3 separate regions of the Sus scrofa genome follow, and all the other regions are linked to region 2. A link is a contact called in public Hi-C and HiChIP or PLAC-seq data. All regions are on one chromosome and are shown on one strand. The core of a region is the stretch at or near the end of the contact, and the rest is flanking DNA. Distances in the headings are between cores, read along the strand shown.

The links. Hi-C and Micro-C count contacts between places; a contact is called where the count stands out from the background. HiChIP or PLAC-seq counts read pairs in DNA pulled down with a chosen protein or histone mark.
Region 1: a contact with region 2 is called in a Hi-C map of embryonic fibroblasts, with 3 times the contacts expected there. The contact joins the promoter of STK10 here to the promoter of UBTD2 in region 2. A contact is called at or near these places in 1 of 5 promoter capture datasets (liver), 5 of 47 Hi-C or Micro-C datasets (blood, embryonic fibroblasts, heart right ventricle and 2 more) and 2 of 2 datasets of contacts at active chromatin or transcription factors (alveolar macrophages and skeletal muscle).
Region 3: a contact with region 2 is called in an H3K27ac HiChIP or PLAC-seq map of alveolar macrophages. The contact joins the enhancer-like site here to the promoter of UBTD2 in region 2. A contact is called at or near these places in 5 of 47 Hi-C or Micro-C datasets (embryonic fibroblasts, fetal skeletal muscle, heart right ventricle and 1 more) and 2 of 2 datasets of contacts at active chromatin or transcription factors (alveolar macrophages and skeletal muscle).

The regions. Positions count from the first base shown.
Region 1 is chr16:52,001,928-52,006,039 of Sscrofa11.1, reverse strand. It overlaps STK10 (serine/threonine-protein kinase 10), which reads right to left and starts at 2,272. Exons shown (of 19, transcript XM_021077114.1): 1 at 1,791-2,272. The coding sequence starts at 1,946.
Region 2 is chr16:51,904,240-51,908,456 of Sscrofa11.1, reverse strand. It overlaps UBTD2 (ubiquitin domain-containing protein 2), which reads right to left and starts at 1,289. Exons shown (of 4, transcript XM_021076607.1): 1 at 793-1,289.
Region 3 is chr16:51,833,479-51,837,243 of Sscrofa11.1, reverse strand. SH3PXD2B (SH3 and PX domain-containing protein 2B) reads right to left here. Exons shown (of 14, transcript XM_021077089.1): 9 at 711-828. Among named protein-coding and RNA genes, the nearest start is that of UBTD2, 72 kb to the left of the region's middle. Within about 2 kb of position 1,518, at least 39 of the 83 cell types and tissues checked have an H3K27ac peak or open chromatin away from gene starts, as enhancers often do. A contact at or near this core is called in alveolar macrophages, embryonic fibroblasts, fetal skeletal muscle and 2 more, where this site is marked.

The DNA of each region.
Region 1 (4,112 bases), core at 1,023-3,522, 97 kb before region 2:
GGCCGCAGCTGCAGCAGAGGCTGAAACTGGCTCAGATGTGATCCCTGGCCTGGGAACTCCATATGCCACGGAGGGGCCAAAAAAGAAGAAAAAAAGAAAGAAAGAAAGACACCAACTGAACCTTCTGGAGAGAGGAGAGGATGTTTGGAGCTGACCAAGGGTCTGGCTGCACTCATGGTGGTCGGAGCACACCTGGAAGAGCAGGCTCCGTTCAAGGACACCGGCAGGAGTGGGGGGAGGGAAGGGGAGGGGGGAGCCATGAGGCCGAGGACAGCAGCTCTGAGAAAAGATGCGGGAGTGCTGGCTGCCCTCGATTACGTGCAGATCCCTCAGGCAGCAAAGAGCAGCAAATCAAGGCAGTGAAGAGCCTCGGCTGTGAGTGTCACAGAGGCCTCTGCAACCGCAGAACCTTTGCTCCAGTGATGGTTCCGCCCTGCAACAGGAAGTGCTGGCTCAGAGGTGGTAAGGTAACAAAACTAACACCCGGAGGGGCCTTGGGTGGCCTCAAAATTGCCTCTAGAGCGGTGTTTCTCCAACTTCAAGGGCTTAGCAATTGCCTAGGGATCTTGTCAAAATGCAGACCCTACGTTAGGAGGTCAGGGGTAGGGCCTGAGATTCTGCATTTCTAACGCACTTCCAAGCTTCCAGGTGATGCTCATGCTACTCCTTCCCCGACTACACTTGGGTAACGAGGCTCCACCACTGTCAAGGCAAAGAGAGCAAGTCTTGACCAGAGCGCCTACAGAAACCGTCTCTGGGATCCAGCCTCCTCAAAAGACATTCCTGGGGTCAGAGTGGCCTGCAAACTACAGGAGCCCTTCCTTCCTGCAGCTTGGGGATGGTAACTTGGGAAGGGGATGCCTTCCTGGAGGTACCACCAGCTTTAACATGTGGGTCTCTTTCAGCATAGGGTTTCCTGGGCGAAAGGAAATCAGGGAAAGGGTGGAGTCAAGTCCTAAGTGTTTGGGTCCCTAACGCGACTCAGCAACTCAGAATTTGTTCACAGCACCGGGAACCAGGCAATGACCTGCGGCAAACGTGTCTAGAATTAATCAGCTCTGCCCCCACCCACCCCTCCACAAAAGCTCTCTCGCTTCTTATTCCCCTAAGGGAAGGTGACTGCAGCCTGGGAGACTCCCCAGCTGTGACTCATCTACAGAATCAAATCTGATCCCCCAAGCGCCGGATTCACGAGGCCCTGACCTACCCCTCTGCCGGCCCCAGTCCACATTTCCAAGCCTAACCTCGAACTCTACACCTCCCCCCACCCCCCACCGCGATTTCCTATCTCGCATCTCTGGCTTCTCTTCAGGTGCCTACCCAACTTCACCGGTCACAACCCTTTCAGCTGCAGCTGTGTTTCTCCGTCCCCATCGCCTCGGCATTCTCACAGCTTCTGGGTGGCGTCCCTTAAAAAGTATACCTAGTATCCCAGCTTTAGCGCAGATGCCTCATCTGAGGATGCTAAAGTCTTATAAGCGCCCCTTTGTCTCCCCCTGCGGCGCCGAGAGCCGAGAGCCGTGCGGGGCGCACAGGAAGTGCTCAGAAACTTAGCCCCGGGGCAGCAGCCTTGCCCAGAGAGGGAGTTGGGTGCGCAGAGACTCAGTCGGGCTGAGCGTGGGCACCCCCTCCCCCAAAGAACAAGGGTCACCAGGACAAGAACCTGAGTTCAGGGCCAAGCAGCCCCTCTGCGCTCTCCCGAGCGGTGAGCGAGACTAACCAGGGCCAGCGCCCCTTCCTTCCGGAACCGCTCCGCGAGCCCCGAACCACCCACACCCCAGCGCCCTCACCTTGTAAACTTTGCCGAAGGCACCGTCGCCCAACTCGCCCACGATCTCCCACACCTCGTTGGGATCCAAGTCCCGGCGGACGTGCTCGTATTCGCGGGACTTTCTCTTTTCGAAGGTAGACAAGCGCAAGATGCGGCGGAAATTGGCGAAAGCCATGGCTAGGGGCACGCGAGCCGGGGGGCGAGGTGGCGCCGGCTCGGGCTCGGGCTGTGGCTCCGGCGGCCGCGAAGAGGAAGGGCTGGAGAGACGCCGCGGCGCTTGGGGTTCTCCCCAGACCCGCCCTTCCCCGCAGCCGGACACGGGTCAAGTGCGCCCAGGGCTCAGCGCCGCGGGAGCACCCGGAACCGCGCAGGCGGCTGTGGTCCCCGCCCCCGCTCGGTCCTGTCCCCGGGCTGCCTCCCGATGCCTGCCCGGCTCGCGCCGCGCCCCCGCCCAACCCGCCAGCCCCGGGACGCGTTCCGGGTACCCGGCCCCGCGCCCGCCCTCCTGCCCGGCTCCACCTGCAGCTCTTCGGCAGCGCCCAGAGACCCCCTAATTGGCTGCGGGCGCTGCCGGGCTCCGCCCATCGCCGCAGGGCACTCTGGAAACTGTAGTTCCCCCCGCGCGCCGCGAGCTGGCGAGCCACCGACCAGGCTTTGGGGAGTTGAGGAAACCCTTCAGCCGGGACCCCTCCGGGTCTGGGAGACCCGCCGCCTCTTATGGCTCCCCAAATTTCTGCGGGAGCAGGAGGGGAAGCGAATTGGCTTGTCACGAGTGCCCACTGATTGTTGTCCAAAGACCAAGAAGGCGAACTGGCATTAATCATTTAACCCGCCGGGTAACCATCCCGCTAGGCTGCTCTGCTCGCGCCCACTTTTCAGCTGGGAGCGCCAGGCGGGAAGGGCACCGGTCCGGGGCTACATATCCTGCTGGTGGATCCGGTGCCGGTTCCTCGGCGCGATGCTGCCTCCTAGCGAGGAAAATGCTGCGCCCTTGCGGCCGTGGGTGAGTCCCTGGAGGCCCAGGCTGGTTTCCTGCTTCCCAGGGGCTCTGCCCCATGGTGATCCACCGGCCAGGGTTGCTGGGCTAGGAGAAGAGCTCCTTGAGAGTTTATCACATGCTTCATAAGGGATCTTCAGATATATTTGCATATTAAGTAAAACGTTTCTTAATTTCCCAATTTTTCTAAGTAAGCTCCCCGTACGTAGAACCGAAATCTTTTGACCACCATCATCTTCGATCCTGGTCGTTTTCACCTGCCACTATTGTCTCTAGGACAGTTATACTTTTATGTATGTATGTATGTATGTATTTAAGGGCCGCAGGTGTGGCATACGGATGTTCCCAGGCTAGGGGTCTCATCAGAGCTACAGCGGCGGGTCTACGCCACAGCCACGCCAGATGCGAGCCTCCTCTGCGACCTACACCATAGCACCTCGCCTAAACACTGGATCCTTAACCCATGGAGTGAGACTAAGGATTGAACCCGCCTCTTCGGGGTTACTATCAGTTTCGTTTTTTCTGCTAAACCACAAAGGAAACTCCCTAGGACGGTTATACTTTTATCTAAATCTGCTAAGTAGGTTCCAAGTAGCAAGTCCGGAGGGTTGGGCAGCCTGTAAATCTTCTTATGGTAACTCTCCCTCATAAGCAAATGCAATCTGAGTGAAAGTCATACCCCAATTGTCCCCATCCCTGTGGAGAACCATCAGTGTGGAGATATTTTCAGCCCTCCCTGAGCCGTATGCAAACACCAATTACAGTTCCAAATGTAGAAAGCCAACCACAGAAGGCTGGGGTGCTGGTGGTGGTCTGTAAGAAGGGCACCCTGAGCAAAAGTTGCCAAGCATTTTGAAATGTCCCCACAACTCAATGAGTGGTTGCAATTGTAGAGGGTCTTTCTCACTAAAAGAAGAAAACACAGCCCAAGACTGAGCCCTCATTGACTAAGCCCACATCTAAACCTCCCACAACAGGCTGGAAGGCAGCCTTTTCATTAGTTTCAGTCTATTTGACCAACACTATGACAAGAGAAGGGGGACCACTGGGAGGCTTTCCCACTGGGAAGTGGAGGCATTTAGCACAGGGCAGTCAGGAAGGACTAGAAGTCCCCGGCCAGTTCATCCCAGGCTGGGCACAGCCACACAGGACTCTGTGAGACTGGCTCTACAACAGCACCAGAAAAAATGAAAAGAGAATCAGAAATGGAGAGCGTCACTCAAAAATGTTATAAGGGAAAGAAGCCAGACACAAAAGACCACACGTCCTATGATTCCATTTATATGAAATGCCTAAAAAAGGCACCTCCTTAGGGAATAAAAGTAGATTAACAGTTGCCACGGG
Region 2 (4,217 bases), core at 40-2,539:
GCGTTCCGTGTTACAAAAACTTTTAAAGTACCGATCCTATTGGGGTAAGTCGGACTCAGGTATTTGTACGTTTATCCTACATATTTTCCTTTACGTAAGACGGTTGGGAATTTGACTAGCCCACCCCGACAGCGCACTGGCCCAACACCCCCAAGCTGCAGCAAGAAGCCACGTTTTAACTCCGGCAGACCGTTTCCCCACCCCTCGTTAAAACACTGCCTGTGGCCACTTGAGACTTCCCCAGCCGAGCTCCAGAAACTTGCAGGTTTAAATGGCCAAATTGGAACCAACCAGGGCAGCTGTCATCTGAAACTCAGGAAAGCTGAGACCAGCCAACTCTGCTGAACAAGGACGGGTGCGGAGAGATGTGGCGGGGCCCGTCGGAGGGAATGCATTAGGCTCCCCTCCCCACCCCCCACCCCCATCAATTCGTTTTTCTGCAACCCCAGCGCCGCCATCCAGTTCCTGAATAATTAAACGGGCTGGAAAGGGAGTGAGGTGGCCTGAGAGGCAGTTTCTGGTCCGAGTTTCCCGAGCCGAGGCGGTGGGGTCGAGAGGCCGAGGGCGACATCCCCGGCGCGCGGAGGGCTTTTTTTCGGGGGCGGGAGAGAAAAAGGGGGCGACCCCGCGGCCGGCCGGAAGCGGAGCGCGGGGAGTGACGTGGAGGAGGAGATGACAAAGGGGCTCGGGGGCCCCGGCCGCGCGGCCCGCGGGCCCGCAGGGGCCAGGACAGGTGGCCGGGCCTGGCCGGGAACAATGGGGGGCCGAGGCTGCCCCCTGGCGCTCACCTACCTCCGGTGCCCTCCGAGTTCTCGTTGAGGCTGCCCGAGGAGTCGTGCTGGGCGCCCACACACCCGCCCATGGGGGCCCCCGGCGCCTCGTCCGCCACCTCCGGGCGCTCGTCCGGGCCCGCCGCCGCCTCTGCTTCCTCAGGCGCCGCCGCTGCCGCTGCCGCTGCCGCCGAGCTCCGGCCAGGCGCGCCGCTCCGCTCGCCCGCCGCGGCCCAGCCTCCGCCCCCCTCGCCGCTCCACCCACCGCCTTGGCTCGGCCCCTTCCTCCGCGCCCACCTCAGTCCCCGGGCCGCCTGCCTGGCAGGCCTGGCCCGCGCACCGCCCTCGCCTCCGGCTCGGCCCCGCCAGGCCGGAGCTGGCCCATCCCGGGCGGGCCGCAGCGCCCGCCTCACCCCCTCACAGCCCCGCACACGCGCGCCCAGGCAAGCCCCGCACCAGCGCCGCCGGTCCGCCAGGCCCCATCGGCCCCCGCCCCGCGGCGCCGCCCTCCGAACCCGTGGCCTGGGCTTCGCCGGGCCCGCCCGGAACCGCCGGGGAGGGCGGGGCCGCAGGAGGCCGCGCGCTGATTGGCTGCGGGCGGGGCCGCGGGCGGAGGGGAGGGAAAGAGAGGAGAGCTGGAGAGGGGAGGGGGGCTCTGAACCGGTGGAAAGGGGGTGATGGGGGGATTAGTCCGGGAGAAGAGGCTGGGGAAGCAGGCGTGGAGGAGGGAGAGAGAAGAGGAGGAGAAGAAAGAGAAGAAAGAGAGAGAGAAGGAATGGAAGAACAAAAGTGAGAAGGGAGAAGTAGAAAGGGGCGAAATCGAGTTTCTGACTCCTTTGCGGGCGTCAGCTCTTTCTCTTTCTGGTAGATGCGGGTGGGCGGGCGGGGGCACAGAGAAGGAAGACTCGCAGGCGGGTTCCTAAAAAACTGGCGGAAGGGGACTCGTGGCTGAAGGTTGAAGTCCCAGCATTTGTGCAGAGTTCAGTGGGTTGGTACCCCGAGTCTGGACTTCCCGTTGCCTGCTGCCCAACCCCCAAACTCCCTAAAATCTCTGTGCCCCATTATTACACATAGAGGCGGTCACTGTGGCTGCAAACTGAACTCAGATTATAGAGGCGAGGCATCCGGTGCAGGGAGAGATAAGCGCGGACTAGTTCAGGGGGCGTGAGTTTGTTTCATTTTCACAGGATTGATTTTTCACACACCACGCTACTTCTCAAGAGCCTGCCTTTAAGTATCTTAAATCGTCTTTAGAACAAAGTGAAATAGAAATAAATAAAATAGCCTGCTTTTTCTAAACTAGAATTTGGTACACTGACCACGCCCGACATTCTTGGCGGTTGCTATCCCAATCTAAGCCAATTGTTAATGGTCCCTTGAGAATGTGCTTCTTGCTATGATGCCTTAACATTTTCATCACTCTGCTTGGGCCTTTTTAAAGCTTATTTCTGCCTAAGAGCTGTTTTAACTATCTGCTCCATTTTTATAATCAGACTTAAAAAAAAAAATCCTAGACCAGCTTTTGCTTAGCATTAAAAAAAAAAAAAAAGATAAGTGAAATACCTAGGAAAGAGACTCAGTGCAGCTTGGAATTTGCATTTAAATATATACACTGGTGGTGGGAGTGTACCTCGGTTCAATCTTTTTGCAAAGCAATTTGGGAACGCAGATCAAAAACCTCAGGAATGTTCATACCCTATGACTCAGGATTATCCCACATGTGGGAATCTGGCTCACAGAAATAGTCCAAAATGGAGACAAAAATTCCTGTCCTTGTATTCATTTGCTAGCCAGATAAAAATGAATGTTCAACAAACAAAACCCTGTACTTAGATGAAAACACCCAAGTACCTTGTAAGAAATAAAAGTCTGCTATATTAAATTTATACTGACAAATTATTATTGTCCTGTAGGCATGAATACTGAAAGAGCTTGTATACAAATGACGTCTTTATGAGTTTTCAGGGAATGTTCTGATATGCAGGTACTCTATGTCATAAAGCCTTCTATCTGATCATTCTCAGCTAATATTCACATTGGCAGACAGACATCAGTTCATCACTTCCCTGAAGGAGAGAAGCCACATGCTGATATCTTCAAAGGTGCTTTGTCCTAAATTTTGCTCTAGAAATTGCAGAAACCAAGGCTTCCACAATGTCTATTAAACAGATGGTAGGCACCCAAGTGAGGAGTGCTTTCTGAAGAGCACGGAGGAGTTGGCACCAGGAGAAAGCAATGTCATTGAGAAATTCTGAGCCATGGCTGTTCTCCACCCTGCCTTTATCTTAGAACAGAGACACAAATTCCCAGGAGAGAGTGATGTAGCTGTTAAGGACCCCACAGCATCTAGCTTCTGCCCGATACTAGCTATATGACCTTAAGTTTCTGTACAGCTTAGTTTCCTCATCTGTAAAATCAGCCCAATAACAATGCTCCAAACCCTATGGGAACTCTTCGTCAACTCCTCTTTACTTCATCCCTAGCATAACCTATCTAAACTTACTGCCTCGCCCCATCCACTTAAGATGTTCTATAGAAAGGTGCCTTCTTTATGTGTGTGCTTTTCTACTTCATTATAACATCTTTATTGAGGTATAATTCATAGACCATATATTTTGCCAATTTAAAGTGTGGCATTCAAGTAACAGTATGGAGAGTCCTCAAAAAATTAAGAATAGAACTACCATATGATCCAACAATTCCACTTCTGTGTATTTATGCAAAGAAAATGAAAACACTAACTTGAAAAAGATATGTGTACTTCCATGTTTATTGCAGTACTATTTATAATAGCCAAGATACATAAACAACTTAAATGTCCATTGATGAATGAAGAAAATGTGTATATATGTGATGGAGTATTACTCAGCCATAAAAAAGGAGGTCTTGGAGTTCCCGTCGTGGCACAGTGGTTAACGAATCCAACTAGGAACCATGAGGTTGCAGGTTCGATCCCTGCCCTTGCTCAGTGGGTTAAGGATTTGGCGTTGCCGTGAGCTGTGGTGTAGGTCGCAGACGCAGCTCAGACCTCACATTGCTGTGGCTCTGGCGTAGGCTGACAGCTACAGCTCCGATTAGACCCCTAGCCTGGGAACCTCCATGTGCTGTGGGAGCAGCCCAAGAAATGGCAAAAAAGACAAAAAAAAAAAAAAAAAAAAAGGAGGTCTTGTCTTCTGTGACAACATGAGTGGGCCTTGAAGGTATTTTGTTATGCGAGATAATTCAGAGAAAGATAAATACCATATGGTCTCACTTACATATGGAATCTAAGAAAAAAAAATGATGAAACTCATAGAGAACAGATAAGAACCAGAGGCAGTAGTTGAGGTGTTAGCAAAATGGGTGAAGGAGTCAAAAGGTACAAACTTCCAGTTATAAAATAAGTCATGAGGAGGTAAAGTAGACCATGGTGGCTACAGTTTATAATACTTTATTGCATATTTGAAA
Region 3 (3,765 bases), core at 269-2,768, 71 kb after region 2:
AAATCAGAATAGGTTTTGGTGTAGGTTTGCTGAATGAATGAAGCACTATACACTCAGCCGCAGTGGCCCTGATGTCCTGCCTTACATGCACAGACACCAGGTGGCAGGGGCCTCAGGCTTCCTCTCTTGCCCTAATTTCCTGCGGTCACAGCTTGGCCACCAGGCTAACCCAGGATTTTCACCAGGGTAACCCAGGGAGTGACCCAGGATTTTCATTACCAAACTGGGAAAGTCCCAGGCCAAGCAGGATGAGTTGGCCACCCTACCTACCTATGAGGTTTTGATTTCACCGCATGGGTGAAAGAGCTGTGACAAAGTGTTTGAAATGCCAGTCTCCTCTGGACTCCGAGCAATGACAGCAAATGATGGGCTTTAGGACAGGCTCCCGTCTGTGTGGTGTTACACATCCGGTTGCTCCCAGAGGAGGGCTGGAGTGGGAAATCACTCACACAGGGCAGCGCCAGCCTCCAGTTACTGGTTATGAGACACATCTGGAGATCAGTCTTGCTCAATGGGGTTACTGCTTTCTGTTCAGTTTTGCTTATTACGGATTTTTAAAGGATATGGGTAGGGAAGGAAGCCAAATAGCACAGAGGAGAAGCATCCTTTTATGGCTCAAGCTGAAACCTCACTTCTTCTGCAATCACTTTATAGACCTCTGAGCAGCTGGAGCCCACATGACCTGAAACCCACCCAGCTGCAGAGGGTACCTGATCTTCCACCAGCCTTCCAGGTTTTTCTGGATGACTTCCACCACAGCTCCTCTTTCCAGGTTCATTTCATCTTGGTCACGCGCTGTGTATGGGTAGATGACTGTGTACTTTTCCTCTGTGGGGACAAAGAGATGCTGGGGTGAGTCACTGTTAAGTCCCAGAGTGCTGATGGCCAAGGCTGTGATCCGAGAGATGCCCTAGCAGTGAAAGACTTCCTCCAGAGGCGTCTGTGCACCATGCCCCCCTCCCCCGCCATAACCTCACTTAGCTCTGGATGAGCCTGTGCAAGCGGCCACAGGACACAGGATACAGGGTAGGTCCCAACACCTCTGAAATCCCTCGGTATCATACACGGCACTCACCTTCTTCAATCTGTGCCTCAAGGTCACCCTTCTTGACTTTGCCTTAGGCGATACTCAGAGGCATGGCACCCTGCCCCTTACCCAGGTGTATTCCCCCCTTACCAGGTATTACCTCCTAATAAACCAGGTAATTTACTTAGCTATTATGTTCATGTCTGTTTCCCCTGCTAGAATATGAGCTGCAGGAAGGCAGGGATTTGTCTGTCTTGTTCATTCCTCTATCTCCGGCACTGGCCATGGTCCTGGGGGTAAGTATGCAGCCAAAGAGGCACTATTTAGTAATTGAACAAATCCCCAAGGCCTTGTGGGAGTCCGCTCGCGCATGCTGGTGTGTGTGTGTGTGTGTGTGTGTGTGTGAAACAGAGAGAGAGAGAGAAACTCTCCCTGGCTCCTCTGCAGTTCTCGTTGGTGGAGGAGTCACAGACAAGCTGGATTTGGCGGCACATGGTTTTGGGCTGAATCACTACCCAGGAGGAGAGAGCAAGCAATTTTCATTACGTAGCTAGGAGGCGATCTCTATCTTACACTATTTTCAAGCCCTTGGATCCAGCCATGCCTGAAGCACCTATTTTGTTTTATTTTAAAATTTATTATTATTATTATTATTTGCATCAGGGCCGCACTTGTGGCACATGGAAGTTCCCAGGCTAGGTAGGGATTGCCTCGGAGCTGCAGCTGCCGGTCTACGCCACAGCGGGAATTCCTCAGTTTAATTTTGAAAAATTTATTTATTTTAAAAATTGAGATAAAATTGACACATGACACTGCATTGGTTTCAGGTGTACAATGTAACAATTCAGGTATCTATCAGGAAAGGACTGCCTGCTTCTGTCTTCATTAGTGTGATTGGGGTGCCTTCCAGCCTGCTCTCTGCGGTTCCCGGCTCCCTCTCCCAAAGCCCAGGGACCATCCTTATGGCTCCAGTCCAATGGGCTGCCTCCAGCTGTGTCCCTCTGGTCCCCCCCGCCCCCCACCGCCACCCTCCCAAGCTGGAGGGCCAGGGCTCTGCTGCGAGGGTTGCTCAGTGTCACACTTGGGGAGGCCCTCCAGAGACCACGACAATAGCTGCCACGCCTAGCACTGTGGGCAGTGACTGCTGAGACAGATAACGGATGAGCGTCCCAGGGGAGCCATGGAGGAGAGGAGTGGGCTTTCCTGTTTCGGTTACATTCCAGCCCCCAGGGAGTGACCAGGCCAGCTGCGAGCTGATGCGGATGGTTGGCGTGTGTGTCAGCTGACTCTTTCTCTCTGGGAAAACACCACGGGCTGCCTCTGGCCAGGCCAGGCAGTGCAAAGGGAGGCGGGAAACACACGGGGCGTTTGTTTACTGATTGATCTAGCCCCTGACCTGCTCTGCGGGGGCTGAGCTGACTCAAGTTGCACATATCTGTGCACAGCCGCCTCAGCTGTTCTCCTCGCTCACAGAGGCAGGCTGGGCTGTGGCTGCTGTGAGCGGGGCAGGGGGTAGTTCAGCCCCGTGGATGCACAGAAGTACTGTTTGGCCAGGTGAGAAGGGGCACTGACTGGGTCCCAGACTTAAGAAGTACCCCAGGCCCTGGACTCCTGGGGCCAGCAGTTTTTGGTGGAATCACACTGGGGGATCACCTCTCTGGCGATCCCTAACCAAATTTAAGACGAAGGAGTTCCTGATATGGCTCAGCTGTCATGAACCCGACTAGTATCCAAGAGGATGCGGGTTCGATCCCTGACCCCGCTCAGTGGGTTAAGGAGCCCGCGTTTCCATGAGCTGTGGTGTGGGTCGCAGACGTGGCTCGGAACCCACGTTGCTGTGGCTGTGGTGTAGGCCAGCAGCTGCAGCATATGGAGGTTCGCCTGGGAACCTCCATATGCTGCACGTAAGACCCTAAAAAAAAAAAAAAGAAAAGAAAAAAAAATCAAAAAATAAAAAGCATGAAGTAGGAGCTTTATAAAAGAAAAACATTTAAGGTGGGAGACCTCGTAGACTGCATGGTGGGCGACACTGCAGCCTCCATCCGTGTGGTTTGGGTGAGGCTGACCTCACCACTGCCCAAAGGGATGGAGGAGGTACGAAACCCTAGCCTGGCCAAAGTGGCCGCCGTGATGAGTCCAGGGATGGGGTATGACCCAAATGGATCAGTCGGAACCAATCATGGGATTGTATTGAAGGAGGTGCACTTTCTTTGGTGGGAGTCCCTGAAGGGTGCCTGGAACTACTGTCACCATGAGAATGTGGGTCCAGCAAGGGAGAGAAGGGAGCAGAGGGGTAGCAAGGGTGAGTCCCAGACGCCAATGACACGGGGAACGGGAATGTGGCCTGCCATTCCAGTAAACCAAGAGTGTTGCCTGCCATTCAGTAAACAAATGTTGCTGCCTTAGCAATGGTGCACCCTGAGGGGAATTCAGAATGGATAAAAACAGGAAGCATTCTGTTAAATTAACCTGCAGAGTTAAGATGCATATCTAAGGAATAGTTTCAATGAGCAAATTCTTGCATCTTCCCATTCAGAAAAGGCACTAAAACCATTACCTTAAGATGTCTGGTTTTTGTGACTAGCAGGTTTTTTTTTTTTAAATGCTGGACTACATGTTCTGCCACACCCCCCCACTCCCACCGCCAGCAAAAAATTCCTATATATCCTGGTTCCTCCCTTACCTCTTAGGAGCAGTTTCTCAGAACTATCTGAGAGGCTCTCTCATGGGCTAGAGTC